Regions from separate parts of the Mus musculus genome. Here regions 1, 2, 3, 5 and 6 are each linked to region 4. A link is a contact called in public HiChIP or PLAC-seq and promoter capture Hi-C data. All regions are on one chromosome and are shown on one strand. The core of a region is the stretch at or near the end of the contact, and the rest is flanking DNA. Distances in the headings are between cores, read along the strand shown.

Evidence for each region. Promoter capture Hi-C pulls out the DNA fragments that hold promoters and counts their contacts. HiChIP or PLAC-seq counts read pairs in DNA pulled down with a chosen protein or histone mark.
Region 1: a promoter capture Hi-C map of the C10 cell line shows a contact between it and region 4. The contact joins the enhancer-like site here to the promoter of Napb in region 4. A contact is called at or near these places in 7 of 39 promoter capture datasets (the 3T3-L1 cell line, 3T3-L1-derived adipocytes, the C10 cell line and 3 more) and 3 of 115 datasets of contacts at active chromatin or transcription factors (pancreatic cancer cells, stem cell-derived neural progenitor cells and vascular smooth muscle cells).
Region 2: a promoter capture Hi-C map of liver shows a contact between it and region 4, with 2.5 times the contacts expected there. The contact joins the enhancer-like site here to the promoter of Napb in region 4. A contact is called at or near these places in 11 of 39 promoter capture datasets (the 3T3-L1 cell line, 3T3-L1-derived adipocytes, the C10 cell line and 5 more), 1 of 484 Hi-C or Micro-C datasets (the HPC-7 cell line) and 3 of 115 datasets of contacts at active chromatin or transcription factors (embryonic stem cells, neural tube and stem cell-derived neural progenitor cells).
Region 3: a contact with region 4 is called in an H3K27ac HiChIP or PLAC-seq map of extraembryonic endoderm stem cells, with 14 times the contacts expected there. The contact joins the enhancer-like site here to the promoter of Napb in region 4. A contact is called at or near these places in 17 of 39 promoter capture datasets (the 3T3-L1 cell line, 3T3-L1-derived adipocytes, the C10 cell line and 11 more), 3 of 484 Hi-C or Micro-C datasets (the HPC-7 cell line, cortical neurons and uterus), 7 of 115 datasets of contacts at active chromatin or transcription factors (the NIH/3T3 cell line, bone marrow-derived macrophages, extraembryonic endoderm stem cells and 4 more) and 1 of 9 other capture datasets (adipose tissue).
Region 5: a promoter capture Hi-C map of neural stem cells shows a contact between it and region 4. The contact joins the promoter of Foxa2 here to the promoter of Napb in region 4. A contact is called at or near these places in 9 of 39 promoter capture datasets (the 3T3-L1 cell line, the C10 cell line, the HPC-7 cell line and 6 more), 8 of 115 datasets of contacts at active chromatin or transcription factors (astrocytes, bone marrow-derived macrophages, embryonic stem cells and 4 more) and 1 of 9 other capture datasets (liver).
Region 6: a FOXA1 HiChIP or PLAC-seq map of pancreatic cancer cells shows a contact between it and region 4. The contact joins the enhancer-like site here to the promoter of Napb in region 4. A contact is called at or near these places in 4 of 39 promoter capture datasets (the 3T3-L1 cell line, the C10 cell line, hematopoietic stem and progenitor cells and 1 more) and 1 of 115 datasets of contacts at active chromatin or transcription factors (pancreatic cancer cells).

What each region holds. Positions count from the first base shown.
Region 1 is chr2:148,184,775-148,189,304 of GRCm38.p6, reverse strand. No RefSeq gene overlaps it. Among named protein-coding and RNA genes, the nearest start is that of Gm36597, 16 kb to the right of the region's middle. Within about 2 kb of position 2,519, at least 45 of the 459 cell types and tissues checked have an H3K27ac peak or open chromatin away from gene starts, as enhancers often do. A contact at or near this core is called in pancreatic cancer cells, where this site is marked.
Region 2 is chr2:147,812,942-147,817,263 of GRCm38.p6, reverse strand. No RefSeq gene overlaps it. Among named protein-coding and RNA genes, the nearest start is that of Gm25516, 60 kb to the left of the region's middle. Within about 2 kb of position 2,738, at least 14 of the 459 cell types and tissues checked have an H3K27ac peak or open chromatin away from gene starts, as enhancers often do. A contact at or near this core is called in liver, where this site is marked.
Region 3 is chr2:148,120,104-148,124,466 of GRCm38.p6, reverse strand. No RefSeq gene overlaps it. Among named protein-coding and RNA genes, the nearest start is that of Gm24221, 29 kb to the left of the region's middle. Within about 2 kb of position 1,821, at least 44 of the 459 cell types and tissues checked have an H3K27ac peak or open chromatin away from gene starts, as enhancers often do. A contact at or near this core is called in the NIH/3T3 cell line, adipose tissue, cortical neurons and 3 more, where this site is marked.
Region 4 is chr2:148,730,202-148,734,410 of GRCm38.p6, reverse strand. Napb (N-ethylmaleimide sensitive fusion protein attachment protein beta) reads left to right here and starts at 1,991. Exons shown (of 11, transcript NM_019632.3): 1 at 1,991-2,145. The coding sequence starts at 2,048.
Region 5 is chr2:148,043,349-148,047,280 of GRCm38.p6, reverse strand. Foxa2 (forkhead box A2) reads left to right here and starts at 1,333. Exons shown (of 2, transcript NM_001291065.1): 1 at 1,333-1,454; 2 at 2,457-3,932. The coding sequence starts at 1,368. The coding sequence ends at 3,767.
Region 6 is chr2:148,011,667-148,016,043 of GRCm38.p6, reverse strand. The region is part of intron 4 of 9030622O22Rik (a long non-coding RNA gene); the gene reads left to right. Among named protein-coding and RNA genes, the nearest start is that of 9030622O22Rik, 27 kb to the left of the region's middle. Within about 2 kb of position 2,428, at least 16 of the 459 cell types and tissues checked have an H3K27ac peak or open chromatin away from gene starts, as enhancers often do. A contact at or near this core is called in pancreatic cancer cells, where this site is marked.

The sequences.
Region 1 (4,530 bases), core at 1,270-3,769, 550 kb after region 4:
CTTCTGAACGAGCTCACCATCCTGCTGGAAAATATCTAGGTGAAATAAACATCACCTTGGGGCTAAAGAAAAAAACTGGATGCTTCAGAGGCCCCCATTAAAATCCTAGGAGAAGAAACACAACTTCCAATCCTAGCATGGATGTTCAGGGCAGCTGCACCAACATGTGTCCTTGATTGTTGGCTCAAAGATGTCCTGAAGCCGCCAATGTGCTTTATCTCAATTTGACAAGAGCTAAGTGCTAGAAAGCACAGCCAAGAACAACCCTTTCAGAGTAGAGAAATGTATTTTCCAACTGACAGAGGGATGAAAGCTTACGATCTTTGTGGGGAAGTCTGCACAGCTGTGCAATTATCTGGGTAATCCCCCCCCCCTAAGAAAGAGGCATGGAGGCCAAAGATAGAAATGCTAAACAAACAAATACCAATTGGGGTAATTCCGGGAGCATGGAAAGTCCATAGTGTGTTTGTGCTCTGCCCTCTGGGAACGGAAGGGCCACCTGGCATTGATGCATGAACTGAATATCGTACCTGTAACATCATGACCAGCTCGATCATGATCTGCCTATAGGACATTGGTTTGTAGCTTCTCAATTCACCTCTCCAACTGTGGCATGCGGTTGGTTTGGTTTTTTGTTTTTTTATAGGTACCCACCCCCCCAAATTTTAAGTCTCATTCACTTTGCTGCATGTTTGAGTGTCTGTGAAGGCCAGAGGTTTATATAAGGTATCTTCATCAATCACTTTCCACACTGTTTTTGAGAGAGTTTCTCCATGAACTTGTAGGTAATTGATTGACTAGACTGACTGACCAGTGAGACCCAGGGACCTTTTTATCCATCTCCATAGCCATGGAATTAGCGGCAAATGCCACCATGCCTGGAATTTTTACATGACTGCTATGGATCTGAACCCAAGTTCTCATGTTTATACAGAAAACACTTATGTCAATCAAGCTATCTCTCCAGTTCAAAGATGCATTTAATTCACCTAGTCTCCCAGACATCATAGCTTAGCCTGGCTTGTCTTAAATGTGACAGAGCACTGATCTTCTCCTTAAGCTGGAAGCAATCATTAACACAAAGTCGATTTTATAATAAACCATGGAGGATCTCATACAATTTATTGAATGTTTGTATCCAAAAATGTCATTGTAGTTCACTCTAAGTAACTAGACCACTGACCTTCATACCACTGTCACTGGCTACCACTGCCTGGCATCTCAGGAGAGGTATGCTAGAGCATGTCACTAGCTGAGGAGAAGGCACACACTTCAAATTCCAAGAACCAAGTCCAACCAATGTATTTTTGCTTCTGTATCATCACAAAAGAAAAAATATCAAGGCCTAGTGGGATCAGACATTCAAAACAAAGTCTTCATCCACAAAGGTAGAACATATAAAATGCTGCCACATGATAATACTGCTTTTTAGCTTTCTTCTCTGCCAACTTATCATGAAAAGTTCCATCAGATGGCTTTTATGAGAAGTAAAGTGCTCCACAGTAGCTGTTACTTTCTTAATCATCTCTTACTAGAAATGGACACAGGATGCATTAGTAGGAAAAGCTAGACTTGACATTTTTAAATAGAAGGTTATTTTTTTAAAGTGCATTCACAGAGGTAAGTATAGCTCATCACTAATTCAGCAGGGACTTATGGGAAAAGAAAAAATGGAAGGCTAGACTAGATTTCCAGATCTTCTGCCTTTGGTGACATACTGTTATCACATCACCTTCATTAGTAAATGCACTAATGTGCTCCATCCAGGGAGAACAGAAAGTGACCACAGACTCATTGAGAGAACTCCATTTTACAGCTCCTAAGAAAATGGAAGGAAACAAAATAGACTTCAGAACTCCAGGCCAGCTGTTTGTTGTACTCCCAAGGCCAGACACACTTCTCATGTTTGACACATTTTCCTGGTGACCCACCATAGATTGGCCACTGAGAAGCCACAAATCAAGTCAGAAATGGCCCACCATCTCCCTTTATCAGAAGGCCCTCATAAAGGTAAAGCCAAACACATCTAGATAGCCTTGGCATTAAAAAATTGGCAAAATCTCCAAGATGGCTGGATGATTACTGAGTGTGGATATTTTGTCAAATGTTGGTGAACATGACTAATTAAAAGTGAAATGAAGGGTAGTGGCCCAGGCTTCTATGCCAGCATTTGGGAAGCCTAGGCAGGAAGATTCTAAATTGCAAGCCAACCTATATTATACAATGAGACACGATATCAAAATAAATTATAATAAGCACTAACATATTCAGATGACAAATGACAAACCGAGAAAGTTAATTGTCACAAGAATCCCTCTTTTTTTTTTAGAGTTGAAAGTACATGTAGATTTTAAAAATAAAATACACACTGCCTAGAAAGTCAAATGGAGGATAAATATAATGATCTAGTGGGAAAGAAATACAAATGGCTTATTTAAATACTGAAAGTGACTTGGTCTCACTCATGGTCAAAGGAATGCAAGCAATGCCCCTTCTGAAAGCCTATTTCCTGTTAGCCAGCTTGGCAGTCTAACAAATGAATAGCTGAAGAAGGGGGTTGGACACGGTGACTATATAGGGGATTTGGCATGTACTGTGAAAAAGTTAACATCCAGTGCGCTTGACCACTAATATTTCCATAATGCTGTTCATTCTATGGCATGTTTGCTCTTATGAGACACGTTCGGAGAAATTTTTGCCTCTGGGGTGGGAAAAGAGTCTAGAACGCTCTCAGTTGCCAACCACTTGCATCATCCGAAGCTTTGTAAAACACAAAGCAATTTGCTAAATCTGATTGGTCCTCACTGCTTTCCTACATGCCCTTCCTCTCAATCTCACTTTCACGCTCTCTCTTCCTCTCTCTCTCTCCCTCTCTCCATCCCTCTTTCTCTCTCTCCTTCCTTCCTTCTCTCTTTCCCTCATTTCTTCTGTAGCCCAGACTGGTGTCAAACTCACAATATAGTCAAGAATGACCTTAAACTTCTGATTCTCCTGCCTCTACTTCCCAAGTGCTAGGATTATGTGCATGTTGTATGTGGTGCTGGGGAGTGAACTCAGAGCTTCATGTATGAACATAAGCACACTACCAACTGAGCTGCATCTCAGCCAGACCATTTTCATTCAGATTTCTTTGGTAGTAAGACCTACTATGATGAGAAATCACAGCCACTGATAGATGTTTAATAAGCGATGAGTAGTGTTTTTGATCTATGGTGTTTCATGTTATGGATTATGTTTTAAATTTATCTATATGAGTGGCTTGTTCCCCTAAAGACATTATGAGCCACATTAATCCTGTATATTGTCATTCTTTATCCTAGAATAATGTGCGATCCTTCCTTTTTGTGGCAGACACCACTTTGGTTCTCAATAACCACCACTCCGACAGAATGAACACAATATTCTATTTTTTTCTCTCTATTGTGGGGTAAATAACTTTCCCTGCACTACTGAGCACAAGTATAAAGAGATGTGAACCAGAGATCTCTGAGTTGTGAACTCACCTGTCACTAGGAGTCTTTAATACTTCCTGTGAGATTATTATAATGATGGAAAATGTACTTCACTACTGGCCTTGACCATGTCACCTAATTCAGTCAATGAGCAAGCACAATGTAAAATCAGAGGCCTCACAAACTTGTGTGCAGGGGATGATGTCATTCAGCTGAATGAGGGGCTCAGAGGAAGACTAGCCAGACAGCCATAACAGAACAGAAAGAAAAAGAAGTGGAATGTAGTAGCCCACTAAAGATTGGCTGACTTGTTAGGAGCAGTGGCTCAGAAACCAGCAACCGTGTTTTTGCAGGTGGGATGACTGGGAGTCAGTATCTCTGGCTGTTGGCAGGTCTACTTGTTATCCTTGCTATCCAAGGGCTTAGATACTGCTCCTCCAAAGCATCGGGGACACACTGAGAAAGACCCACTAGACATTCTTGCTCAGAGTATAAGCACCTTCAGGTCTGTGAGACCAGAACAACCAGATGCTGTCCTTGGCTCCTCTGGTGCCTCACACTTACCTCTGGAGTCAAAAAGTGTAACCCTCTAAAGAAAAAGCACATGGAATAGAAGGTTGGTATTAAAAGCAAGCTTTTACCACCAAGTCTCCATGCCCTATGACTCATCCAAGAATGGCTCCTCTCACATTCCTGAGATGCCCATGGGCTGGAACAGGATAGACGTGTTCTTGTGAACTTTCTTATCAGAAGCTTGTGTAATCAGCCCTTTCTCTACACTTGGAAAGGCACACATCACCTCTTGCCCTTTAGAACTTCCAGCCCACTTACCATTTCCCTTTACTTCCACGGTCTTCACGTCATGGTTTGTGGACACCCACAGGAAACCCACCCTCTCTGAATATGACTTTCACTTCATCCTGTACAGTCACCCTGCTGAGCTGTGTCATAGGAACAAGACTCACAAGCATGCTTGCCAGAGCACGGGACCATCTCCCTAGTCGTCATCTCCTATTCATTCCTCATCTCCTCCTACTCTCTGTGCTTTGCACACACGGAAATATAGGAGAACTCAGGG
Region 2 (4,322 bases), core at 1,489-3,988, 920 kb after region 4:
ATTCTCAATAAGCTAGTCATGATCTGAATGAAGCTGCCCAGGCATACAGCTGCCCCTCTGAAGAGGGAAAGAAGGTTTCCTTGTATGTGTGCCCCTCTTTGGGAAGCCCAGCTCCCAGCAACTGGGCAGCCTGTGGCCAGCTCAAGCCAAGACACTGGGTACAGCCTGGACCCCACCCTTAAACACAGACTTCCCGTTCAGTAGCAGTTTCTGGCACTGGAGTCTTCATTTCTCCAAACTGCCACCACTATTTGGATAAAATAACATTTGAACACATTCGAATCCTCTGTTGGAGGATATTTTCAGACAGAATAGTGAAAACACTCCCCTCCCTTGTACGTTTTCCAGAGTCATTTTTAAGACAGTAAAAAAGAATTAATTTTTCATGAACCCCCACTTCCAGAAATTATCCCTTCCTATAAATTCTCTTGAACTATATTTTGGGATCTTAATACCTTTTTAAATACCCCCCTCTCAAGTGGGGCGTTTCTTGATGATGATACTCTCAAGCTAATTTAAAACTCTGTATCAGCAGTGGAAAAACCATGGTGCTCATGCCAAACCCCGTGCCTGTCTGTCTTATTTTTATAAAGCTTTATTGGGACAGACCTGTGAGTTTAATGGCAGGCTATGTGACTGCTTTTCTGCCACAGTGGAAGAGCTAAGTCATAAGACAGAGGCTCTGGGGCTCACATGCCTAAAGTATTTACTAATTGGCTCTCTGCAAAACAAATTTGCTGACCCCTGTCCTACTTCTTAAAAGACAACTGAAGTGCCCATCCATGCCCTCCTAACTCATGCCAAGATTAACACATGGTTTCTGTGTTTTCAACAACTGCTTTTTTTACTCATTCTCCAGCTTTGGGTCATGAGATTCTAAATTCAGAGCCTCCAAAATTATGGCCCTGACACTATGCCTCACCATTCAGATTCAATTTCTCGATGAATCTGTCCTGAACGGAGCAATGGATGTAACTTTCATTCTAAGACCATACTCATTCTCTTGGGGAAGAAAAACATGAAAATGAGTTTTGTATAACCATGTGTTGAAATGTCTTATCTTTTTTATCTTTCATCTATTTAATTTCCCATCTGTGGGTTAGAGGCCTTGTTAGATATTCTATGGTCTCAAGATAATTTACCATTTAGCCACACAGCAAGACTTTAAAGCTAGCATGAGGAATCCCTCTGTATAGGTGATGGATTGGGAATCAGAGAGGTGAGAGGATTTACTTAAATTTGCTAAGCTCTTAAGTGGCCGAGTCAGAATTTAAGTCAGGTTAGGCTCTATTTCAATTGCCTTTTGATTTGTGTTGTATCTCCAGAGAGTAATAATAACTCTGTTAGCTAGACTAGTGGAAATATTGTAAAAAAATTATTTTGCATCTTTCCCTGTTCTCTTACTGCCTCTTCACAAGAGCTCAGCATCATGACTGACAACACAAATTTTACAGTGATGTAGAAGAATTTGAAGCTACTGTGTGGTGTATTAGGCCTAGGTAGTGACTTAACCTGTCAGAGCCTTCCCTGTTTCTTCTACACAATGGAATCAATAACACAGTCATAGAAAACACCCACTAGGTGGTTATAATAGATTTATTAAATTACCGAGGATAATCTTTAACTTGACTGCCCAGAGGCCATTGAGATCAGTTGTTAGAAACAGAAGCACTACCAAGAAAATTACACAAGTTTAAGTGATGTGCTTACATTTGCACCTTATGGCTAATCTTCTGGACTGCACTTCTTGTCAAGCGTCAGTGTCTATGGTCTATATGTCTCCTGTTGTGGCTGTTTGACTTAGGTTTCTACTATTGTGATAAAACACCATTACCAAAGGCAATTTGGAGAGGAAAGGATAAAATTTCATTTTACAGCTTGTAGTACTTTATCCAGAGAAGTCATAGCAGGAACTTGAGGTAGGAGCTCAGAGGCGGGACATAAAGCAGAAGCCAAGAATGAATAGTGCTTACTGGCTTGCTCTTCATGGCTTGCAAGGCCTGCTTTCTTATAGAACCCAGGATAACCAGCCCGGAGGTGGCGTAGTGCCCAGTGAGCTGGGCCCTCCCACATTAACCATCAATCAAGTAAATGAACCCCAGTTTGTTGATAGGGTATTCTAGTAAGGACATTTTCTCAACTTAAGTTTCCTCTTCTCAAATGACTCTAGCATGTTTTAAGCTGACATAAAACTAACCAACACACAGGTACAGAGTGTTATTACAAGAAGATTTATTGTTGCTGTTGGTTGAGACTCAAAGCCTTCTCTATAGCTCTGTCTCTCACGTGTATAACATGTGAGAGAATACAAAGAAACAGCGCCAGCATCCAGCCTGCCAGTTTGCCAATGAACCACCTGGAAACGAGAGGATAATTATAATTCTAGTCACACACTAGTGCATTAGAAAAATGTGAAATCTACTGCTCACCCACGACATGGCATCAAGTGGCCCTAGCAGCAGAGGGACAAACCCTGGACCACTTTAGGGGGAATGGTTCTGAAAAGTAGAGATTCTGAACTTGACCGGAGATGTTCAGAAAGAAAAAAAAATCTGCACAGAATTCAGATATGGGCTGTCCTGGTGTCCTAAACTCTTCTTAGGGCAAGGGACTGGATGTTTTCGCAGAGGGAGAGAGTGGTTTGTAATCATCTAAAGATACAAGTTCTCACTTGAACCAAGGAAGCACCATAGGGAAGCTCTTGCTGGAGGACAGACTAGGAAGTTTGCAACAGTGCTGTCCATGTGGGAGGCTCGGGGACAATGACAGCAAACACTGTGCTCCAAGAAGCACTCACCTCTGCCATTATCTAGATAAAAAACTTTGGAAAAGTTACTCTGTAAATTTCAGTGAAACATAGACTAACCTTTGGAATATGTGGCCAGCAAAATTCTGGCAGCATTTGCCAAGGTCACTAATTGGAACATGCACACGGCTCACCTGCACTCTCCTGAAGTACAGATTTGGTAGTCTACAGTTAGGTTTTTCTACCAAGCTCTTCAGCTCCTCAATGGTCCTAGCCCGGGACACAGCTCACATGGCCACACCATAGAGGGCCTGTGAAGTAGGATGGGTTACCAAGCAATCCCTTCCATTCCCCCAAAGGAAGCCAGGACTCATGATCACCTTCTGGCGGACCAAGTCCTTTGTCCTGAACATCACCATACTTCAGGGTTCTTCTAAGTAAGGTTTCTATATAATTTCACCTGATGCAAAAATATTCTGTGAATGAGCATTGTGCTGGGTTCGATATTAGAACTGAGTTTTTTTTTTTTTTTTTTTTTTTAAGTGAAGCCCAGTAGTAGACGTTTTTCTTCCCTTGTCTGCAAAATTTCTGGTGTTCTGTCTTGCTTTATTCCTAAAAGAATATTTCTTGTTTGCATATTTACTTCTGTGAGTAAAGAAAGCACCTTAGGTTATCTGTCCAGAGGGAAATAGGACAAGAAGCAAAAAGGCATTCAAACAGTAAATAAACTATTTAGGATTTGGTGCGTATTCATGAGTCACAGGGTAGGAAGAGGAACTGAGCTGCTGGGGTTGGTAAACCACAAGCCTGTGAATCAACAGCACTCCGTTTGCTGTTCTAATAATGGCAAACACCAAGGTGTACCAAAGTGGGTGTGAGGGGTTTCCTCTTGTTACTGCTTATATGATGTTTGGACATAGTGTTAAGTTCACTCAGAGGATACAGGAAGATTTTCTGCTGCTCTGAGAAGGTGAGGGAGTAGGGTTCCCTCTGCCATTCAGGAGAGAGAAGTGGGAAGAGACAGAATCCTACCCAACATGAGTGGGTACCATCCATTCTGCTGTACAACCATGAACACAAGCCCTTCATACTGGTGACTATGTCCTGGTGTTCCTTTTACTCTCCTCCCAACAGATCTAGGGACCAGAAGCACTCGCTGTAACTGAGGAGAAAGCAAGTCTGGAAATGAATGAACCATCATAAGATGTAGCTGAGGTTTGGGCTCATGCCTCCAAGAGGCCAGGAGCTTTTCTGATATTTATCAAAGAAACAGCTTCTGAGATGAAAGAGTCTCATTATTGCATCTATCAGATGAGAAAACTAGGACTGAGGATTTTGCAGTGAACACAACACACCAAAGGTCAACACTGTGGTATATAAACTTTTTCTTATTTCTTTTATTTTGTTTACTTGCAGTGCTGGAGACCAAGCCTATGGCCTCACACAAACTAGGCAACTGCTTTACCATCGAACTATAAGAAAAGCACTTGAGAAACTCTGTTTTGATTCATGGATTCATGACTTTTTTTTCTTCAGTGCTGCAGCCTCTAAATCCCACATGTATATGAGACCTGTG
Region 3 (4,363 bases), core at 572-3,071, 610 kb after region 4:
GGCCTGACAGCAAGTGATTAAGATTTTTAAAGAGATCACTTATCCTGATGTCCTATTAATAATAGACTATAGATGGACAGGTATAAAAGCCTGGAAAACTACTCAATTGTGGTGTTTGGAGAAAATAAAAGGAGAGATGAAACTGGTTCTGCTCTTAGCATCCTGGGATGACAAACAATCTGGTCCAGGCAGAGTATGTATGGCATATAAGAGGACAAGCCAAGACCTGAGCTATTAAGATGATGGAGTTCTATCTGGGCAATACAGAGGAGCTGGACCTCATGGTGAAGACATGGGTGAGCCAGCCCTGAGGATATAAGAGAGAGAGAGCTGGCCCAGCTCCTTACTACATGCAGTACTTGGAGAATAGGCCCTGGGTACTTCAACTGGGAAGCAAGGAGGAGCTGGCTCTGGATGCACAGGTGAGATGGCCTTGCCTCCTGATGATGTCTGCTTTGGGTGGGTTAGCCAGAGCAGTGCTGAAGAGCTCACCCTAGTGGTGCACAAAAGGGGAAGCAACGAGATAACTGGGAGGAGACCCAGTGAGAATCCAATATTGATGGTGTGGCAGAAGCCAGAGGCCTTGAACAATGAACATTGGCAAGTGAAGATGTGTGGATAGAACGCTATACTATGGGATGCACTGCAACACACTACAGCTCCCACAATGAGACGTTTTGGTTTGTTTATTGATTGAGTGTTTATTTTCTTCTGGGGAGGGGGGGGGTGAGGTTGCAAGGGCAGAGGGCAGATACAGGGGGAGAGAGATGAGTGAAACTAGCTAGGGTGCATGATGTGAAACTCACAAGGAATCAATAAAAAGTTATGGGGAAAGATGATGGAGTTCACACTAACCAGTGTAGAGAAGGTTCACTAGGTCCAGCCTAAAAAACAAGAATTCTTCATCAGCTATGACCCTGAGACATACTTAAACATCCTAGTCTTATTTTTCTAGAATGATTTACTTTTTTTTTCCCAGAATGATTTTCAAGGCAATCATGAGAGATTAGGAGAGGAGTTGGGCTAAATATATAAACACAGGGTGTAGTCAGGCCTGGTCGCTCCTGCACTTGGGAGGGTGAAGCAGGAGAATGGTTACCAGTCTAAGACAAGCCCGAGCTACATACAGAGTGGGGTCCTGTCTCAAAAACAGAAAGATAATAGCAATAAAAAAGCATGAATGTCTAAGGATATTGATGTTATTTCAAGTCACAAAAGAAGATAGGATTATTTCTTAATGAAAGAAAAGACCAGGGGTGGGGTGGGGTAGAAAAAGAGAGGGACAGCTAAGTTAGAGAGGGTTCATCAATAACCCTGAAGAAACAAGAGTACCACAGTCCCTGCTGTGGCTCATTTGGAAACATTATACCGAGAGCTAATGGAACATATTAGAAACGAGAAGCAGTGACGTGTGCTTGCAATGGGGCCTGCTTTTTCTCCCAGGCTTGTCCCGACTCTGTCTTTTCTCTCCCGGTTGTTAGTGTCATCACACACTCACCCCAGCTTCAGAGGACTCTAAGAAGAGTCAGGGTGATGGCATCTAACCCCTGAACCATGCACAGCGAGGAGACCCGGGGCTTTTGCCTATAGGGACTAAGGGTCTGGAGGAAATCACAGGTTGACAGTTTTCTGTCTTCCTCCAAACAAGCAGCTGCCTAAACCCCAAGGCATTCTCATTAGCACCAGGACAATAGCCAAGGTCGCCTACCACCTTAACAACATCTGGGCTCCACTGCCTGGTCACGTGGATAGGGAAGTGAGCCGCCAACCAGCTATTTCCGCCTTAGTCCTGTCCCGACCCTCCTGATGGCCCCAGTGAAAAGCATCTTGTCTGACCTGAGCTGTGGCTCACCAGCCCAGTGACTAGTGGTCATGTAAGAAGGGTGAGGCCCTGGCAAACAGATCTGCTCGCTCTCTCTCTCTCTCTCTCTCTCTCTCTCTCTCTCTCTCTCTCTCTCTCTCTGTGTGTGTGTGTGTGTGTGTGTGTGTGTGTGTATGTGTGTGTGTGTGTGTGTGTGTGTGTGTGTGTGTGTGTGTGTGTGTGTGTGTGTGTGTGGTCTGACTGGTGTGGCACGGGAAGGATGTGCCCAGTTGCAGACTGAATTTCCAAACGGTGTCTTCTGCTGCCCTCTGCTGCAAATTATGCTTCATTGAAGTTGGCTCTCGGGCGTGATTTCTCGTTTACCTTCTTTAAGGCATTTGGATAGTTTTGTATTAGCATGGATGCACGAGTTGACAATACTTTATACTGAGAATGTCCTTGTGATACCCCCCAGAGTCAGGACTTGTTTTTCCTGTCAGTGCTGGAAAGACTTGTAGCAGTAGTATTATTGATTGATGGGATTTGTAGGAAGCCCTTGTTGATTATCTCAGAGTCTGTGCACACACTGATCCAGAGCACATGAAGATGGAAGTGGTGAGTATGTATTCCCCTAAGCAGGAACATGTGAGTGTCAGTCTGAACTCTGGCTTCTCCAGGGCCTTCCAGCTCTTTGTCCAGTCACAGCTCTGATCATCTGAACACCAAGAGATGGAAGTTTGGGTGCTTGTGGTCTTGTATGAAAGCAGTCGTGACCCCCTAAGGCTATATAAGCAGTTGCTAAAGTGAGCCCCCTAGCCCCATCCTCACCAATCCACCAGGTGGCTTCTATAGACATTCTTTGCCTGGATTTACAGGAACTGCCAAGGGTCTGGCTGTCTGAACTAAATGTCAAGACTCTACCTCTTCACAGTGGTACACAGTAAGTCTGTATGAAACACCTGCCACTGTGGAAGATGAGGGTCAAGACAACATTCAATAAAGATGCCAGCTCCCCCAAACCCCAGGCTCTTGTTCTCATTCTTTGCCAGTTGTGCAACACACAGCTCTCAGACAGCATGGGAATAACTTATTTTAATCACTGTCCCAAATAGGGAAGTGTTCCTCCATCCACAGCACTTGGTAGGGACAATCTGAAGATTGTCTCCTCTTCTTGCCCATGTCTCTTCTGTGCTAGCTTTCCACTGTAGTTAGCACTTATGAAACTCGGTGCACATCTGTCCCTCCTAGGAAGACCATCCATAAAGTTCTTGTCCACTTTATGGTTCAGCAGCAGCACGAAGAGCAATGGTGAGAGAGAAGGGAACATTGCCAAGATGCGACTTGGGTGCTGAACTCTGAAGCCTCCAAAACTGAGAGCACGGATAGTGAAGCAAATGGTGTTTTCCTGACACACAGAAAGTATTAATTAGATCCAGCAATTTCCCAGCTAAGTGCTGAAAGGGTCCCTGGTAATTAAAAAAGCTAATCAGATTTTCAAAGGGCACTCATACCATGTAAACATAAGGGGATTATACTTGCTGTTCTCAGTATGTCATTTTAAGCTGTTAGGGGTGAGGTGCTCTGGCTGTTTAATCTTCTAGTCAAGGCAACACAAGCCTATTGACTGCCCACCCTTAGGAGGGATAGAGGAACCCAAAACTGCCACTAAGGTCTCTCAAGCTTTGATAGTGCACAGAACAAATTGAACGTGTACACATGTACACATCAGTCCTACTGTTCAGAAAGCTATATAGCTCTTCTTGTTTGTTTGTTTGTTTGTTTGTTTGTTTTGCTTAAGTCACTCCAATCATCACTAAGTCCGTATTATTTTATTTTTAATCTCCACTCCCTATCAGTGTTTGCAAAGCACATGAGCCCAGCAGTTGCTGCTACCTCCAGAACAATTCTGCCTTTCTCAGACTTTCATGTTAAGTGGTTTCCATTGAGGTTTGGCCAGTGAGAACATATGACAAAAGACAGAGATGTAGTCACCAAGCTGGTCATAATGGGTCACAGTTACAATTTCAGTACTTGGAAGGCTGGAGCAGAATGATCACCTCAAGGCCGCCCTAAGCTACATAGTGAAACCTCATTTCCAAAATGAAAGAATAAACATAAAAGGAAAAAGGAAAGAAAGAACTGAGCAGAAGGAGAAGCTGGGGTATGTCTCTGCCCCCTCACTTCTTATGGTGTTCCTTGAGGTCCAGTCCCTCCTTTGGCACAGCTATAGCCAGATGACCTTCTCTTGAGTTCATTCCATTCTGAGACTGAATGTGGCCTTTGAAAGGCTCCCCTATCTTACATTGTCCTCATTAGCTCGTGGCAGATGCGTGAGATGCTAACTTACCTATCAGTTGTTCCAAGTGTATGAACAGTGTTTTGTACTAAATTCTTTCAGCTGAGATACATATCATGGGTTAGTTCCCTAACTGGAACTGGGGGCTGGAAATCCCAAGATCAAGGAGTCAGAAGGTCAGACGTCTGGTGAGAACAGCTGTCTGCCTCCAAGATGGTGCCTTGCTGTTACATCCTTTGGGGTTGGATGGAAACGCGATGTCCTTA
Region 4 (4,209 bases), core at 742-3,241:
TGACACCCAAGGCTGTTAAGGAGGATTCGAATTCCGGAGATAAGACGAAGAATGCCTGCCACCTGGAGCCTGACTTCGGCCTTCATGTCCCCAGATGCCCACTTCTTTGTTCTTTGTTAATTCCCCCTCAATCCCTCCCTATTCCCCTCGATGTATGCTTTAAGAACCACTGTTTCTGCCTAATAAACTGAGACCTTGATAGGAATCCCTTCTTGGTCTCGGCTTCTCCTTTCTCTCCCTCCCATTTCCGCCCAGGTTTGCAGTCCCCCTCGAACCCACGAATAACTGAGTCCTGCTGGGTGGGATAACCTCTATGGACTGTTTGATATGGAGAGTGGGCCTTTAACCTTCTAATCTACTCTTCTTTGTATTCACTCAGCTTGAATGTATCCGGAATGTCCATTGAATAGGATGTGCCCAGAGCCACTGTAAGGTAGGTGCCACAGTCTGAATGAATGAGCATCCATTAAAGGCAGATGAGTGAAATGTCTGGTTTTTGAGGTGTGCTTTGGGAGAATGTATTCTGGTTCCTTTTCATCCAAAGCTTTAGAATTTAGAATGATTAACTCCAGAATAGGGTAGAGTGGAGATCTGGACACCAAAGACTAGTGGCAGAGGGATCAATATTTCTTGACTATCCTGCAGAGTTGTTCCATTCAGCCAGGGTTGGGAATTGCTCTGATCAACACACTGCTGCTGCCCATGATGCTTAGGAGTTGACTCAATCCACCAAATTCCCCAACTGACTCCTTTTCAAATGCCAATGTTGGTTCACTTTTTGCAATTTTTCTCTCTTCAATCCAACATCCACTGCCACCTCCAATTTCCTACCTCCGTCTACCCTCCTGCTCCAAACTTGCAAATCAGTTCTCCAAAGTGAAAAAAAAAACAACAACAAAAAAACAAGCTCATAGTAGTTGTAAAAAAAACTATGCACCAAGAGCCGATATTCCCCTCTATCTTGAGAGCATCCTGCTATGGTTGGATCATGCCACACTGTGACATCAGTTTTGGTAGCTTGTTTCCAGGAGTTTAAACGCTCTTGCTATGTTCTCTGAAAACAGGCTTCATTTTCTTAGACAAATTCTGCTTGCCAGTTCCTACAGCGTATTCATGAAGAGTTTTAAATCATCAGAAACTCTCATTTGGCAGTAATTCTATTTGCTGCACCACCTAAGAAGTAGCACTGCCAAGCATAAATGGTCTAGACATTGTATTAAAAAACACCTCCCTCTGGGACAGGCCTAGAAGTCACTGGCACAGGATTGCATCTATCTATGGATATTTAGTAGATTAGAAGTCTTCCTGGCAGACAGGAATTTTGTCAAGATCCACCCACTATAGCCAGCATTATGTAAAGCATAAGAGAGTTCACTGGCTTATAGCCATTTAATAGAATTCAGTCAATAACAAGAGTAGATTGTGCCTACAGGAAAGATATGCAATCCATTTTTAAACAAGAGGACCAAATGGAAAGTTGTAGTTTGGGGACGCTTAAAATCAACTCTGAATTTATATTGGGGATGATGATGCATTTTTAATGTCTTGCTGTCAGAAATTAAAAATAGCTCTTTAGGCCAGCTGTTGCTGCTTTTCTGGCAGAGTTGGGAGGTGGGGCACCACATGGTTGACTAAATTGAGCTGAACTGCTGCATTAGATTAAATTTTGCAGTATTGCTTGTAGAGTGTCTCTCTGTCTCCCTCTCTCTGTCTGTCTCTGTCTCTATCTCTGTCTCTCTCTCTCTTTCTTTCTCTCTCTCAACCTTGAAGTCTACCTCCAAGGGTCCAAGGCCCAAGACCCCTCCAGAAGGCCACGCCCCTTCCCCCTCCTCCAGGGAGTCCGGGAGAACGCCCGGCCCTGCCCAGCAGCCTGCTGGGAACTGTAGTTGTGGTCTCTGACAAACTGGCATTAAGGTGGAATGTAGGACTACAGATCCCGAAAGGCCACGCGTGCCGCGCCTGCGTGTCCGCACCTGCTGGAGGGAGGGCTAAGTCGTCCCGGGAGCCTAGCTAGTCAGCAGAGGAGGCTTTGGCTGCAGCGGGTGACATGGACAACGCAGGGAAGGAGCGAGAAGCGGTCCAGCTTATGGCGGAGGCCGAGAAGCGAGTGAAGGCTTCCCACTCTTTCCTCCGAGGGTTGTTCGGGTGAGCGCCAGAGGTCTTGCCCTTAGGGGTCTTGGTGCCCGATCCCCTGCCCAGCCGGCTGCCACCGCAGAGTACCCCGCGCAACTGCTTAGGGTTACGGGATTCCCAGTGGCCCACGCTCTGTTTTGGGTCCCGTAGCATCCAGGGCCTCATCGCATCCCTTGGGCCGTGTCTGGGGTGTCTCTCCAGTCAGCACACACTGCAAGCCCCAGAACCTTTTGGGGATCCTCAGGCCTTGGACACCCCTCACCCACACCCGGAGAACCTCTAGCTCACAATCCCCAGGCACCCTTAAACAACCCAGAACACCTACGCGTCCTCGGAGATCTCTGTGGTCCCCCAAGTCCCATGCGTCGCCAACGGTCCGGTGCTAGCTCCAGGGTCCGCGCCAAGCTGCCTCTTCAAGGATGCCACCCCTCCTGGTGGACCAGATTTATTCATTTCCCCTGGTTGGGCCCGTAAATCCCCCGGGGGAGCCAGGACTGTGAGGTTCTGGAATTCAACCTGGAGTTTGGCAGCAGCTGGTGGCTCGTGGGGAGCGCGAAGTCTGCGCCCCTGTATCCCGGGCACTTGCCCGCTGGCCTTGGCTCAAGGGCCTTGAAATCATATCCTCCTTGGTGTGTTTTTCATTTGCCAGAGTGACTTGTATCCGTAGTTCAGGCTTCCCGTTTGATGAACTGTATGTAACATTGCTCCTTTTTAAAGTCAGAGTATCCTTTGGGAATCCCGTGATTTTGTTAATTCTTACATATCTTGGTAGGGAAGGGTTTGGTTTACATTCTGAGCTTTCAAAAAGCAAAACCTGCCCTGAGAGCTTGTGGAAGAATTCTGGGCTGTTGATTATGCGAATGATTCAGCTGTTTATGACAGCGGTAGAAATTACGTGTGCCTCTTCTTTTTTTTCTCCCATTTGAAAGTGAAAGATCTGTACCAAGAACAGATTTTAATTATCGAGAGGGACTAGAGGTACATACTAAACTGCTGCATTGTGAGACGCAGTTTCTGTAAAAATTCAGTATAGACACTTAAGTGCTGAAAATGTACCCAGTGAACTTTGACTTTTATTTTTACTTCATTCATCTGACTACTAATTACATTAATTATTATATAATAGTTTAATTGAGCCCCATTATGTTTGCATCTCCAGGAAATGCTTAGAGTCACATTGATACAGTTTATGGTACCATGGTCTGCCAAGATAGAGAAGGAGACCATGCTTGGAGACCCCTAAGGGCATTTGTCTCTGCTAGTTCTTAAATTTCTCATGTAATATGAAGCTTGGAAGTGTAGGTGTAAGTTATAGATACTGCTTCCTCTTTCAAAGGGACAAGGAGCATTGCAAGTGCCAAAGACTAATTCTTGTCTGAGTCACAAAACACACACTGGATTGCATTCAGTCTGTGTGAAATTTAATGGCAGAGTAGCTCACCTTGGGAGATGATGTTAATACACATTCCACATCGGGATGTGCTTCCTTGAGCCAGTTATGGACATTTAATTTTGGTCAAGAGGAGCACTGTTTTGAGGAAACTATGTCAAATCTTGAGACACTCATCGGAAAGGATTTTGAGGAATCTTTATTTCTGAAGAAACATCTTTTGGGCCGTTGCTGCCCTGTCAGTGGCAGGCCAGGTAGGAAGACTTTCATTTCCCATCCACGCTCAGTTTGTGTGGAGTCACTTAGAAACAGCAGTCCAGGTTGTTACCGTGGGGTTTGGAAAAGGTTAGCTTTGCTTCTTTGGGCCTCAGTTTCTTCTGCTATAATCCAGTGTGTCTTGTGATTAATAATCAATGAGTTTATAAAATACTTAGACCTGTGGAGGTTGGAAATGGCTGTGGCATGATTATCCACATACTTATCAGAGCTGGCAGTCCCTCTTATCAAAGAAGCAGAAGGGCAGATGGATTGAGTTTTATGGGATTTCAGAGCCAAAAGTGTGGTCACTAGCTTAAATGAATAAATACCTTAAGAGTCTTAGCCAGGTTAAGTGTCCTTTGCACTCAGGACTGGGAGGTTTCTAGTCATATTTGGTTCTGAAAGCTTAGGAGAAGAATATGTAGAAC
Region 5 (3,932 bases), core at 84-2,583, 690 kb after region 4:
AGAGAAAAGAAACTGAAATTTTCAATTTTTATAAGACAGTCCTGGTCTCTGCAGGCAGAGAACACAGATCCTCCTGAAGTCATCCCACAAGGCCCATTATTGATTTTTTTTCTCCTGCCCTACCCCCACCTACTGCCCTGTTTGTTTTAGTTACGAAATGCTTTGGGCACCTTGGATTTAACTGAAAAGTAACCTTGAAACACCGAGGCCCTCATGCCAGAGGCAAATCGCTGCCTCCCGGGTATTGGCTGCAGCTAAACGGGTCTCTCCAGGCCGACTGAGGTGGGTAGCCAGAAAGAGGACTGAGGTAACTGACGACCAGGGCGGCCAGACCACGCGAGTCCTACGCGCCTCCTGAGGCCGCCCCGGGACTTAACTGTAACGGGGAGGGGCCTCCGGAGCAGCGGCCAGCGAGTTAAAGGTGTGTACACAGTTTTTCTAAATAGGACAGCGCTTTGCAAATTGGCTGTCACCTGCTTGTTGTTTTGACAGGGAATGTGCACTAAAAGGGAGGAAACCCGAGATAAATAAATCTGGCTTGCCTCGCTTTGCAGGCCACCAAGGCGGTACGCGCCTTCGGATTGACGAACCCCGTGCTTGGGGCGATGAGGAGGGGCGGGGCGGGAGCAGGAGACCTGAGTTTCTCCAAGGGTGGCTTGATCCCAGGTCTCTGGGTCCACGGAAGACTCCCCGTGGACGTAAAGGAAGGGACTCCACCAGGGCGCCAGCACGCCTGCTTGCAGGTCGGGGTCTTGGGAGTGCCAGGGACAGCAGGAGATGGGCTAGCTCGGGGCGCCCAGCGGCAGGTGCGGAACGCTAGCCCTGGCTTCCTCTCACCTAAGTGTGAGCTGATTATTCAAATGGGCTGCCCGGGGTCTGGGGATTGGAGGCCAGCGCCAGCGCACCGCGCTATATCACCAGCCGCTCACGTCATTGCGGCACTTGTCCGCTGCGCGGTCCACACCTCCTCCTCCTCCTCCTCCCCCTCCTCTCGCTCTCCCCCCGCCCGCCCCCACGCCGCTAGCTTCCCGCCGCCTCCCGGCAGCTCGACACTGCCAGCCTCAGCCTGCACCGGCAGCCCCGGGAGCGCGGCGACAGAGTGCACGCCCGACGGCGAGTCTCGGGTTCCGGCCTCCAGGGTTCTTCGGCCCCCTCCTCCGCCAGCCACCTTCCCGCCCACTCCCAGCTACTTCCCGCCGCAGGCCGCGGGAGAGAGAGAGGAAGTGGAGTCCAGAGAGGGAGAGAGGGGGAGCGCGAGAGAGGGCGGGAGGGAGGGGACGGTACCATTGCTGACTTTTTTTTTTAAGAGGGTGGGGGTGGGGGCTGATTGCTGGTCGTTTGTTGTGGCTGTTAAATTTTAAACCGCCATGCACTCGGCTTCCAGTATGCTGGGAGCCGTGAAGATGGAAGGGCACGAGCCATCCGACTGGAGCAGCTACTACGCGGAGCCCGAGGTAAGCTCTTGCCCTGGCCAGGGAGAAGTGGGGTGACAGCTATCTCCGCGTCCCCAGCCTCCGCACGCTCCCTTCACCGGTACCCGCCCCCCCACCTCTAGCCTTCCTGGACAGCCGCCTTTTCCGCCCTCCTTCTACTCAAATGGGTCTCTTTTTTATACGACACACTGTTAGCCTTGAGATAATATTAACTTTGTGATCAAATATTGACTTGCGGCGCCTCCAAATCCTCTTCGTGGCCGAGCCACGCACTATCCTAACAGAGTTATGTTTGGCAGCGCGCGGCTGGGGAGGGGTGGGAGGTCGGCTGGCGAGGGGGTGGGGAGCTGGGGAAGAGAAGGTGGGTAGGAGTTGGGGACAGAGGTACAGGCAAAGAATCAAAGACCAGTGGACAAAGAGAAAAAAAGTTTGTCGCTACGAAGCCGGGACACTAACAGTTCCTAGCCGAGTTGGCGGTCCCTTCCTTATTCCTCCACGCGATGCCTCCAGCTGCTCCCGGACTCTGTGCAGGCACTGCGCTTCACTCCCCTATGACTAAGGAGTGGGGTCCCGGTACGAAACCCCAGAATAGAGGACACTGAGATGATTTTCGCTTGAGACTGCCCCAGTGAGGTTCCAAAGGTGGCTTTTGACTACCTGGGATAGCAACGGAGATTTCCGGCCTCGGTGCTGACTCAGTGTGCTGGCCAGCTGATTTGAGGAGCCCCTAGGGAGAGTAAAATACATTTGGGGCGCCTGAGTTGGCGGTGGTCCAGGTCACTGAAGTTCTAGAATCTGGGCGAGGCTGAGCCTCAGGTCCCGCTGGCCCTAGGGCGATCTCTTTTCCGGCTCTCTTTGGGGCCCAGAGGACTTGGTGTTGGTGCACTGGGATCCAGGGAAAGCAAGAGATTCCAGAGGCTTGCACGAATTGCGGGGGACTGGGTCCAACTGGTGGGTGGGTGGGAAGATCGGGCGAGCTCAGCCTAGGTGCTAACCTGTCTCCTCCCCGGGCTCTGTCCGCAGGGCTACTCTTCCGTGAGCAACATGAACGCCGGCCTGGGGATGAATGGCATGAACACATACATGAGCATGTCCGCGGCTGCCATGGGCGGCGGTTCCGGCAACATGAGCGCGGGCTCCATGAACATGTCATCCTATGTGGGCGCTGGAATGAGCCCGTCGCTAGCTGGCATGTCCCCGGGCGCCGGCGCCATGGCGGGCATGAGCGGCTCAGCCGGGGCGGCCGGCGTGGCGGGCATGGGACCTCACCTGAGTCCGAGTCTGAGCCCGCTCGGGGGACAGGCGGCCGGGGCCATGGGTGGCCTTGCCCCCTACGCCAACATGAACTCGATGAGCCCCATGTACGGGCAGGCCGGCCTGAGCCGCGCTCGGGACCCCAAGACATACCGACGCAGCTACACACACGCCAAACCTCCCTACTCGTACATCTCGCTCATCACCATGGCCATCCAGCAGAGCCCCAACAAGATGCTGACGCTGAGCGAGATCTATCAGTGGATCATGGACCTCTTCCCTTTCTACCGGCAGAACCAGCAGCGCTGGCAGAACTCCATCCGCCACTCTCTCTCCTTCAACGACTGCTTTCTCAAGGTGCCCCGCTCGCCAGACAAGCCTGGCAAGGGCTCCTTCTGGACCCTGCACCCAGACTCGGGCAACATGTTCGAGAACGGCTGCTACCTGCGCCGCCAGAAGCGCTTCAAGTGTGAGAAGCAACTGGCACTGAAGGAAGCCGCGGGTGCGGCCAGTAGCGGAGGCAAGAAGACCGCTCCTGGGTCCCAGGCCTCTCAGGCTCAGCTCGGGGAGGCCGCGGGCTCGGCCTCCGAGACTCCGGCGGGCACCGAGTCCCCCCATTCCAGCGCTTCTCCGTGTCAGGAGCACAAGCGAGGTGGCCTAAGCGAGCTAAAGGGAGCACCTGCCTCTGCGCTGAGTCCTCCCGAGCCGGCGCCCTCGCCTGGGCAGCAGCAGCAGGCTGCAGCCCACCTGCTGGGCCCACCTCACCACCCAGGCCTGCCACCAGAGGCCCACCTGAAGCCCGAGCACCATTACGCCTTCAACCACCCCTTCTCTATCAACAACCTCATGTCGTCCGAGCAGCAACATCACCACAGCCACCACCACCATCAGCCCCACAAAATGGACCTCAAGGCCTACGAACAGGTCATGCACTACCCAGGGGGCTATGGTTCCCCCATGCCAGGCAGCTTGGCCATGGGCCCAGTCACGAACAAAGCGGGCCTGGATGCCTCGCCCCTGGCTGCAGACACTTCCTACTACCAAGGAGTGTACTCCAGGCCTATTATGAACTCATCCTAAGAAGATGGCTTTCAGGCCCTGCTAGCTCTGGTCACTGGGGACAAGGGAAATGAGAGGCTGAGTGGAGACTTTGGGAGAGCTTTGAGGAAAAGTAGCCACCACACTTCAGGCCTCAAGGGAGCAGTCTCACCTGTCTGTGTCCCTAAATAGATGGGCCACAGTGAT
Region 6 (4,377 bases), core at 1,179-3,678, 720 kb after region 4:
TCATAATTAATATAATGCACTCAGAAACTGAACGTTCTCAGCAAGAAGTCAAATGAGAATTGCAGCAGCCTTAGGGTCTAACAAAAAATGACTAAAAATTCAGATGTAGAGAGGACACAGACACCACCAACAAAGTCCAGAAGGTAGGGAGCTTCAGGGCATGTGGATTCTTCAACAAATCACAGAGAAAAAGTGAGAGACTGACATACACACTAGCCCAATATATATGGGGGTGTGGTTCAGGTCTCTTTTAGTCTTTTCTGTTCTGTTGTCCTTTGTGTTTTTCTGATTTGGGGGGATAGGGTCTGGTTATATAGTTCAGGCTGGCCTAGACCTCGAAATCCTTCTGCCTCCTTGAAAAAGTACCCTGTATCGATCCCACTTCTGCCCCACCGCTGTTCAGATGTCCCTCCTGACTTCCTTTGGTTTATTTCCTAAGATAGCCTGGCAGTGGGTTCTGTTGGCAGTCATATCTTTGCCCACAGGCTGTATGCACTCCAAGATAGCTATAAAAGTGACCCATTAGAAAATCATGAACTTGTGTGAGACACTGAGCTGTTTTTGGCTGTAAATTTTATTTTGTGCAGATCTTGTGATGGGAACCAGAGTTGCTCTGTGTTCTTACTTGCAACAGGCCTGCTATATCCAAAAGTTGGCATTTTGTAATAGTCTTCTTTCTCTTGTGGCTCTCCCAGTATTTTTGTTCCCTGTTTTGTGATGTTTCCTTAGTCCTGGAGCTGGGGGTATGATGTTATGCTTAGGGTTGGGAACTCAATTGTCATTTACCCTCAGCATTTTGACTAGTTGTGATCTCTATATCAACTGTGGCTTACTACAAAAAGAGCCTTCTCTGACCAGCCTGAGGAGAGTATTGTCTTATGGGCATGAGCATATGACCACACACCTATTTTGCAAAGCGTAGGTAGTAGATTTCTACCTAGAATCTTTGACCTTGCCTCCAACCTCTTCAAGCCACAGGCTTCTGACTATGTGTAGACTACCAGGCATATATTCCTGTGAAAAAAGGCTTCAAATTCATTTTGTTTGTTTGTTTGTTTGTGTTTTAAGTGTTTCTTGCTGGGAGGGTGTGAAGGCTCATGCCTTTAATTCCAGCATTTGGAAGGCAAAAGTAAGCAGATCTCTGAGTATAAGGGACATTCAGGGCAACATAGAGAAACTTTGTTTTTAAAACAACAACAACAGCAGCAGCAGCAGCAACAACAACAACAACAACAACAAGTGGTCCACTACCTTCTAGTGCATCCAAGATGTGTACTCACAATAGGGTCTTAGTACTTAGTTCCAACAGGCAACAAAGGCAGTCCTTATATTCTATCTTCGGCAGCTTTTCTGTGCTGCATTTAGTATCCTTGTGAAATTTATTTGAGCTCAACAAATATTCTTTAACTACCAAATGCATGTAAAGAGCTTTCCATTGCTGTACCACTCTCATCCCTTCCATGAGGGCTTCTAAACAGGTGGGAAAGGTGGGGCTCTGTGGAGCTTTGATCCTTGTTCAAGGTCTTGACATTTGTGGGAAAGCCTCAGTTCCAACTTAAGTCAGTTCAACCCTCAAGGCCATGCTAACCTTTCATGTCACTGCACCCCTTCACCTGTTGCTTTAGTCCAGTGAGTGAGGACTAAGAGCAGACAGAGGTTTCCCAGGGAGCCTAGGTATACTACTGAATAGCATGCCTCCTCTCCTGGAGTCCATTGGAGTGAAGATGGGGGAAGCTGTAGGGGAGTCCTCTGTTTATCAAACTGTCATGATGAATAATGAATTTCAGCCAAGATAAGTTGCTTTGTTTTATTTATTTTTAACTTAGCCAATGTGACATTGCTGATGGTTTAATCCAAGAACTTAAAAAAAATTTTTATCAAAAGGCATTCACAAGTTCTCTCCCTCCCTCCCTCCCTCCCCTTCTCTTTCTGTGTATGTTATATTGAATATATTTGTGTGTGTGCCTGTGCAAATAGAAGCCAGAGATGAATACCAGATATCTTTCTGAATCTCTTTCCAATTTCATTTTTAAGTCAGGGTCTCACTGAACTGGCCTTACTAGTCTGACAAGCAAGCTCCAAGGATCTACCAGTCTAAGTTCTCTTAGCACTGGGATTATAAGTGTGTACCACCGCTGTTGTTCATATGTGTGTATACTGGGGATCAGAAGACAGGTCCTCATGATTGTGTGGCCTGCATCTTACAGAAGTCACCTCTGTAGACCCTGCAAGCTCTTATAAATGTGAAAGCTTTTCTTATCCTATTGAAATCCCAGTTGTTTTAGAGAAAGGGCCAGAAGAACCAATCCTGGGAATCAACAGTGGTTTTGAAGCATGAGTAAGCGTTTTCTAGATAAAGGAGAGGAGAGGCAGGACATTCCAGGCAAAGAAAAGCCAGTGCGTCAGCTCCTAGTTTGGAATCTTTGTGGCACCCTCTTCTCCTCTGGCCTTATCTGTCATGCTTCCTGACCTATCTGTAGAGTCAAAACCACTGCCTGGTACTGACAACTCACTGAACAAATACATGTGATTGTTGAGCAACATTGCAAGTGATATGACTGGCTATAGGAACGGTCATTTGTCATTTTCTTGTGTTTCAAACTGTCACCTAGTTACCATACCATTTTTGCATCCAACCCCAGATTCTTATTTTTTTTCAAAAATTATTTATTTTAAGTATATGAGTACACTGTAGCTGTCTTCAGACACACCAGAAGAGGGTATCAGATCCCATTACAGATGGTTGTGAGTCACTACGTGGTTGCTGGGAATTGAAATCAGGACTTTTGGAAGAGCGGTCAGTCTTCTTTATCTATGAACCATCTCTCCAGCCCTACCCCACATTCTTATCATTGAAAATAGAACAAAACACTGAAAATAATGTTCCCACTTGTTATCTGTGATTTCTCCATCTAGTCTGCCCAGTGATGTCACCTTGACAGTCTTGAAGAGCAGTAAAAATACTTTCTTCTTATACTCAAGAAGCATTAGTGACTTCCCTGTACCTCTTGTGCTAAGTACAAATATCTCCTCTTGACTTTTAAGACTTATCTCAGTATGAGTACTCAATTTCTTCACGTTCATGGCTCACTTCTTATCCCTTTACTCTCTACAGAATAGTAAAACCAAAACATCTCCTGCCATCAGAACATATTGTTTCTTCACTTTCAAATATTTTCTTCATATGGTTTCGTCCCTCTTTATAAAAGAGGTATGTTTCCCAGATGTATCTGCTGCAATGTTCCCACACCCAAGCCCAATGCTGGCACCACAACTTTTAGGACTTGTCTCTTACCCAAGGCCAACCCAAGGTATTACATCCTCCAGGAGTCTTCTCTGATCAAATCTTCCTAACATTTTGTATCTTGCTTATGGTATTGACTTTGTCATCTTATAATTTGATCCTCTATACTCATGGTTCTAGCATAGAGCCTTAGATATAGACAGTATTGTACAACATTTGTTGAAATACCAAGGACTAGTTATGTGCCAAGACCTTGGTTAGATGTAGGAGATACTGCAAAAAATTTTCTGAAGATGGTAAAACAGAAATATGAAGAATAATTTTGTAAATTCAAAGGAGCATGACATATGGATTATTATAAAACCATTATGTTGCTGATGTTGACTGATGTTGATGATTATGGTAGTAATGGTGAAGATAGTGGTGATGATGATGATGTTGAAAGGGGATGATATGATAATGAAAATTATGGTAGCAATGAATGTGTAAGGTGTCTCTATTTCTGAGTCTTCCTTTCTCCTTCATTATCTTGTTCTGTCCTCTAGGACACTGATCCTAATGGCTTTATTAGTCAGGCTCTCCGCTACTATTTCTTTTCCTGTTGGGTTAAGCCAATCAGAGTATAAGATAGGACAAAAGATTTGGGTATTGTTATAATTTGGATATGAGATATATACAGTAGACTTGTTTGCTGGACTCTTATCTTCTAGCAATTAGTTCAAACAAGAATTGGTTATATCACAAGGATGCTAATTTCATGAATGAATTCATCCCTTGATAAGTTCACAGCTGGATGGGCTATTAAAGCCCGAGACCTGGTTAGAGTAAGTATATCATTGGAGACCCCTAGCCCCTTGTTGTCTCCTCTCATCCTTCACCACATGCTCCTCCTCAGCATCCATGGGCCTACAGTCAACACATCCAAGGAACTGTGGTAGAAACCTTGAAGACCATAAACTAAAACAGAGTCTTCTTCCCTTAAGCTGTTTATTTTGAGTGTCTTGTCTCAGCAATGCCAAACTGGCTGATGCATGTGCTCCCCCAGTCTCTGTTCCATCTTGGAAGGTCACACCTCCTTTCAGACCCTTAACCTCCTTCCCATAATTAGAGATGCTGTTAAATATAGTAACTAT